2 separate regions of the Hordeum vulgare genome follow, and region 1 is linked to region 2. A link is a contact called in public Hi-C data. All regions are on one chromosome and are shown on one strand. The core of a region is the stretch at or near the end of the contact, and the rest is flanking DNA. Distances in the headings are between cores, read along the strand shown. Region 1 has its middle 10 kb from the start of LOC123425900. Region 2 holds the start of LOC123425584 (DNA mismatch repair protein MLH1-like).

Region 1 (2,891 bases), core at 367-2,866, 490 kb after region 2:
TATTTTCAGATTACAAAAATCTATATTTACTATCCATACTACACTTGTATCACCATCTCTTCCCAAAAACCTAATCACACCTCTCCCGTACAGGAACCGGAGAGGTGGGGTTTCAGACGCCTACTCTTCCATCGACCGTGTACGCGGTTAACGGGACGGAGTCGCCGGTGGTGGCAGTGGCAAAAGGAACAAGCGCATGGAGGCAGAGTGGAGAGACATGGGCTGGACCCGCGTCCGAGTCGGTAACACCCACGATCCGACGTCTCACAGAGTTCCTTGCCCACGTATTCTCCATTCCTGACCGACAAAAATAAGCGCGTAGGTATGAGCTCAGCTCGGTTCATTCCCACAACCCGCGACGAGGGGGGCGGAGGAGGAGTGCGCGAGGGCCTCGTCTCTTCTCTTGCTCCAATAGTATGTAGAAGAGAAACTCTTATATAGGGTCCAACTCCTTCTCCACTAGCGGGGTGGGACTAAACTTTCCACCACCCCTTGTCATGCCACCACCTACATGGGCCCTTAGATATTTTCTGAAATTGTCTCATTGGCTTTAAGCCCGTCACAGATTTCAACAAGTTCCTTAAAAGGCGTAATTGGTTGCTCCGGCAGATTGAATGCAGAGCAACGGCAACAAAAAAATTGTTGAACCTGCATAATATTTTTCAAATTTAATAAAAAAATATTGTTTAAAAAAATTAGCCCAATGTTGGTAGGATTGACTCATGGTATTACATTATTATTTTTCGGTGTAATAATCTTTCTAATGAGTTATATATTGCAATTTATATGTTATGCAGCCTCCTTGATCAAATCGTCCTTGTTGAAATATGAGATGGGCCTAGGATCCATATAACAATCTTAAAAAATGTACAAGAACTCATATGGGTCTCACCCTGATAGCGGAGAAGGAATTAAACCTCGTTATAAAGTATTTCCTTTCAGTGTCCTGCCTTTCAGATTTTGCCATGTCATACTTTACACACAACTGAAAGCGGATTTAATTTCCTATTTTAGTCCTTAGACGTGGGATCGGTGTAGGCCGCATAATCGTTTATTTTTAATACTGCGTTGGTAGGGTCTTGAACTCAAGACCTCTTGACTGTGATACCAGATTGAATTCATGCTCCAACCAACTCATTCAAAAGTTCGAACTGATAGAGAGAGATGGGTAATATATTTCAACATGTATCACAATACTTATAGCTGGCGTTATTCTAGATTAATAATTTAACTATTTAAATATGCATTACATTTAATGAAAAAAATATGTTTAAAAACTATATTCTCTTAAGAATCTAATGATATAATTTTGATAACATATAACACATATTTAGCTAGTCAAATTCATGATCTAAAACTACACGCACGAACTGACACAAAGGGAGTAGTGTTCTTCAATAACAAATTTTTAGATACAGAGGGAGTAATTAAGACTAGGTATGACAGTATGTGTATGATCAGCTCGATACTTTCCATGTAACTAAACAGAAGATAGCGATCATCTCGCTGGCTATCAGCTGCACCAGACACCGCGACCTATCCTCATGGTGAACCCTCCATGCGCCGATGACGCCGACCATTGCGGAAGCGGCGGCGCCTTCGCGACCTCTCCAGGGTCGGTGACGACGACGTGCTTGTTGTCCAGCGGCAACATGCACAACGATGGGTTCCCCTTGCCCACCACATGTACGCCGCCATGCAGAGATGGTGACATTCAGAGTGTGAACATTCAGAGATCTTAAGAAAAAAAACATTCAGAGTTTCATGATCACAATATCTATGTGTTGTAGGTTGTAAACACTGAGATATTTTACCACATTAAAATTGATCTTGAGCTTCTTCAAAACTCTACCAGTGGTATGTAAAATGTTAAGACTGAATGTTGACATTGGCCAGTGGCAACGAACGATTTCGCATTTACATTATCCTCCAATGGTACAATCATAAACAAATTAAAATTGATCTAATTCTGTCATGCACAGGAGTAGTTTACACTACACTTTATATACAAGTGCTAATGTAATTGAAGATGGTGGAATTCCAATAGTATGTATCTGGTGACTAGGTGAAGCTCCAGACTGTTGCTTTAAGATTTGTGCAAAGTATGATGTCGCAAAATCTGAGGAGGAACCCTAGGCAGGACACTGTGAGACCCCGTCAAATAAAATTTTCTTCCGTGCCAATGCACCTATAAGCGTCCCTAAATTATGTCTGATTATAATAAACAGTGCAGTTTATCCTGACCATAATAATTAACAAAAAAAATTGTGATCTTCGTGTGATGCTAATTATTATATTTTTGGTACACCTGAGGTTTTTTTTGTGATCTCTACTTGGAGATAAAGGGGAAAAGCCTACATATAAAAGCCTCTGATCAAAGGTTGATCTGTTGTGTTTCTAGAATTATGGTATTGACCTAAAAATGGAATTATGCAATGCAATCTTCTGGAGTTTGCTATATATTACTAGCTTCCTTCCATGTGCCTATAGCTACAATAACTGAATAATGACAGAACTGCAAGGCATTGAAAGATCTCCACTTGGTGCATTGGTTACAAACTTTCTTTATAGAGTGAATTATGGTGTTTACCCCCTGTTTTGACATTTTTTACATTAATTCCTCCATTTAGCAGGATTTCATAAGTTTCACCCATTTAGAAAAAGTGTCATCATAATTTACCTTGTTTGAAATTTTGTGAGGGTTTTTATCGATGAGTCTCAATTGCAAGGTCTAGCTGGCATGCCACTCGGTAGGTTTTTTCCGGATTGTTTTTTGGCACACCGAACCACATCGCCTAGCTTCTCCCTACCTGTCAAGCTCGATATGATTGCACCAGAGCAGCTCGCCGGCACCGGATGGCCAAGTCGCCCAAGTCGGATCGCACCACACG
Region 2 (2,928 bases), core at 155-2,654:
GCATCATATGTGACGGACATTTCTCTTTGGCATGTCGATTTTAGCGTCATGCCATCTCACCGGTTAATGGGTAGTAAACTGGGAGAAACTACGGATCCAGTTAACTACCAGGGTTTGACACTAAGCATGTATGTTCTCGATGCACTTTAATGGGTATACAACTGTAGAATACAGATAACCAATAAGCTCACCTGTACTTGGTAAATTGTTATCAGCCTGTTCAGCACTTCCCATGCAATCTTTATTTTTCTTGTATAACTGAATGCCTTTGCCAGATGGATTTGGAAGGATGGGAGGATGAAGAGCATAGAAGTTTCCGATAGCAGCTGCTGCCGTTCTGAAGCACTCTTTCTCAACGTCCCAGGTAATCTATTACTCCCTCCGTTCCTAAATATAAGTCTTTTAAGCGATTTCACTAAAGGACTACATACAGAGCAAAATGAGTGAATCTACACTCTAAAGTATGTCTATATACATCCGTATGTAGTCCCCTAGTGACATCTTTAAAAAGACTTATATTATGGATAAGAGGGAGTATAAGATGGTAATCACTAAAAATTAGGACTGACAATTTGCAGACTTAAAGTACAATCTAGAACAAAATATGCCATAATGCAACAACTCCTGGAACTGAAATTACCAAGTGACTTATACAGTACAAAATAAGAAACATAAGTTACTTCTGGACAGCTGGCTGCCATATCTACATGAAACACCAAAATTAAAATTTGAACACGGTATCAGCCTGAAAACCTACTTGCCATCATCTCAGCAGGGAATGGATAAACAAATATCATGATCAAATTTAAAATACCATATGTAATGAACGCGGCAGCATAATAAAAGGAAACCTACATCATTTTCTAGACTCAACATGAACTCTGGAAGGCGATCCATATCAGGAGTGTACTGATCAAGTACAACAGGAAGTCTGGTCAGGTTGCCACCTTGATCAATGTGAATAGAGAAGTAGTACTCATTAATCATCTCAGCATTTTCTTTCAGTATCTCAGTGTTCACCTGCAAACGAGCACTATCTTCATCAACAGAGCGATGCTACATGAATCAAATGATCGAGCCGTATCACAAGAATCAAGAAACAGAAACAATATGCAGGTGGAGAAATAAAAAACTTACATCTGTTCTATCACCTATAAGATCAAAAACGCTACACCTACTGAATCTAGCAAAAACGAACCTACACCTACTGAATCTACTACAAACGCTAAATCAAAAACTAAACTACAATAGAAAGGAGATTGAGCAGCCCCATACCCCTTGACTTGCAGAGACAGGAGTTGATCCGGACGCCGATCCTGGTGTGGTGTCGGGCCGCCAAGCCATGCAGCGAACGGTGCCGCGACCGACACGAGGCTGCTAAGCGGGGCGGGCGAACAGGCACGGGAGGCGCCGGGAGCGCGGCGGCGGCGACGACGCGCACTGAGGTGGCCCTGGCGGGAGTGGCCGCTGGCGAAAGGTGAAGATCGGAGGAGGAGGTGAGGCGCGGGGAGAAGAGGGCCGGCGGGGCGCTGGGCGGGGCGCGGAGGCCGCGGTGGCGGGTCACGTTGATGGCGGAGGGCCGGCAGGGCGTGGGGTGGGCGCGGAGGCCGCGGTGGCGGGGCTCGTCGTTGGCGGAGGGCCGGCAGGGCGTGGGGTGGGCGCGGAGGCCGCGGTGGCGGGGCACGTCGATGGCGGAGGGTTGGCGGGGCGCGGAGGCACGTCGACGGCGGAGGGCGCCGGCGGTGGCGGGGCGCAGGAGGTGCGTCAGGCGAGCGGGCGGCGCGAGGCGGGGCCAGCGGCGGCGGCTGCGGGACGGGGTGGGCGGGCGAGTTCGTGAGTGCGGGGCAGTTTCCCAGCGTGAACGTGGGGTGGGTTTGGTGAGCGATGGGATCAGTAGTTGGTTTCGTTAACGAAGGGATTAGTGTTTGGCGTCGTATCTTATGCATCCGATTGTTTCCTGTATCCCTGCATCCAAAGAGTTTCTGCCATCGGATCTAATCGTGTTTTTGCACTGAAGCGCCCGCGTCCGGACCCTGTTTTTTGCAAATTAACCCTTGCGTCTTATCCCTAAACAGGAAACGGTGGTTATCCCAACTGCGCGGCGGTGATGAGCTCAGCAATCCCCAATCGAAATCCATCCGTGGTCGCTGTTGCCGGCGCATGTCCTTCCCGCGGGTCCTGACGTCGAGTCCACCGGAGTCCGCAGCCTCCGCACTGTCAGCTTACATCGCTCGTCCTACTTTCCGCTGGTTCTGACGCCGAGCTCATGCCATGGAGCAGCGGCGGAGAGGATCTGAAGGGGCGCGGGGGTCGTCGGCGTGCTGGGCGTCGAGCACGTACACGGAACAGAGCCGTGGCTCCTGCTGGTTCCTTGGTCGCTCGGGAGCTGCTGCTGGTTCCGTGGTCGCTCGGGAGCTCGTGTGCGTGCAAACTGCAAGCTATGGACTGGGATGTGCTGGGCGTGATTGCCGGTGTGCCTGCGTGAGGGCAGGAAATTGGCCGCCTGTTACAACTCTGAAATTTTCTTTGTTCTCATGTGATGTGTGTATCATGTACTTGTTGATTAGCCTTCTGAGTAGCTAATCGATTGCAGTTTTCTGTTTGCTCAGCATTCGTGTAGCTTGAAGTTTACAAAGTGAATGTATTATTGATTGTTCAGAAAGTACCGAATGTAAATTGTTGTGGATGGAAATTTCCGAAAGAAACATTTGCTTATGCTTTGTTCCTATTATCTTAAATTGTTGTACAACTGAGAACAACTTGAAGACAATTATTTTCCATCCTCTGCTTCAATCCATAGCATCTGAGATCATTTTTGCTAGACTGCTCGGCAACGGTACATATCACTTTTGCTAGATTGCAAGAGTTATGCTGACACAAAATCCTATTTGGTTACATATCACTTTTTTCTTGGACAATTGCGACTAT

The links. A called contact is a pair of places that touch in the nucleus more often than the background predicts.
Region 1: a contact with region 2 is called in a Hi-C map of leaf, with 4 times the contacts expected there. The contact joins the enhancer-like site here to the promoter of LOC123425584 in region 2. A contact is called at or near these places in 3 of 6 Hi-C or Micro-C datasets (leaf and seedling).

The regions. Positions count from the first base shown.
Region 1 is chr2H:142,889,300-142,892,190 of MorexV3_pseudomolecules_assembly, forward strand. No RefSeq gene overlaps it. Among protein-coding and RNA genes, the nearest start is that of LOC123425900, 10 kb to the left of the region's middle. Within about 2 kb of position 1,617, at least 1 of the 3 cell types and tissues checked has open chromatin away from gene starts, as enhancers often do. A contact at or near this core is called in leaf, where this site is marked.
Region 2 is chr2H:142,401,647-142,404,574 of MorexV3_pseudomolecules_assembly, forward strand. It overlaps LOC123425584 (DNA mismatch repair protein MLH1-like), which reads right to left and starts at 1,405. Exons shown (of 5, transcript XR_006621862.1): 1 at 1,276-1,405; 2 at 856-1,020; 3 at 192-369.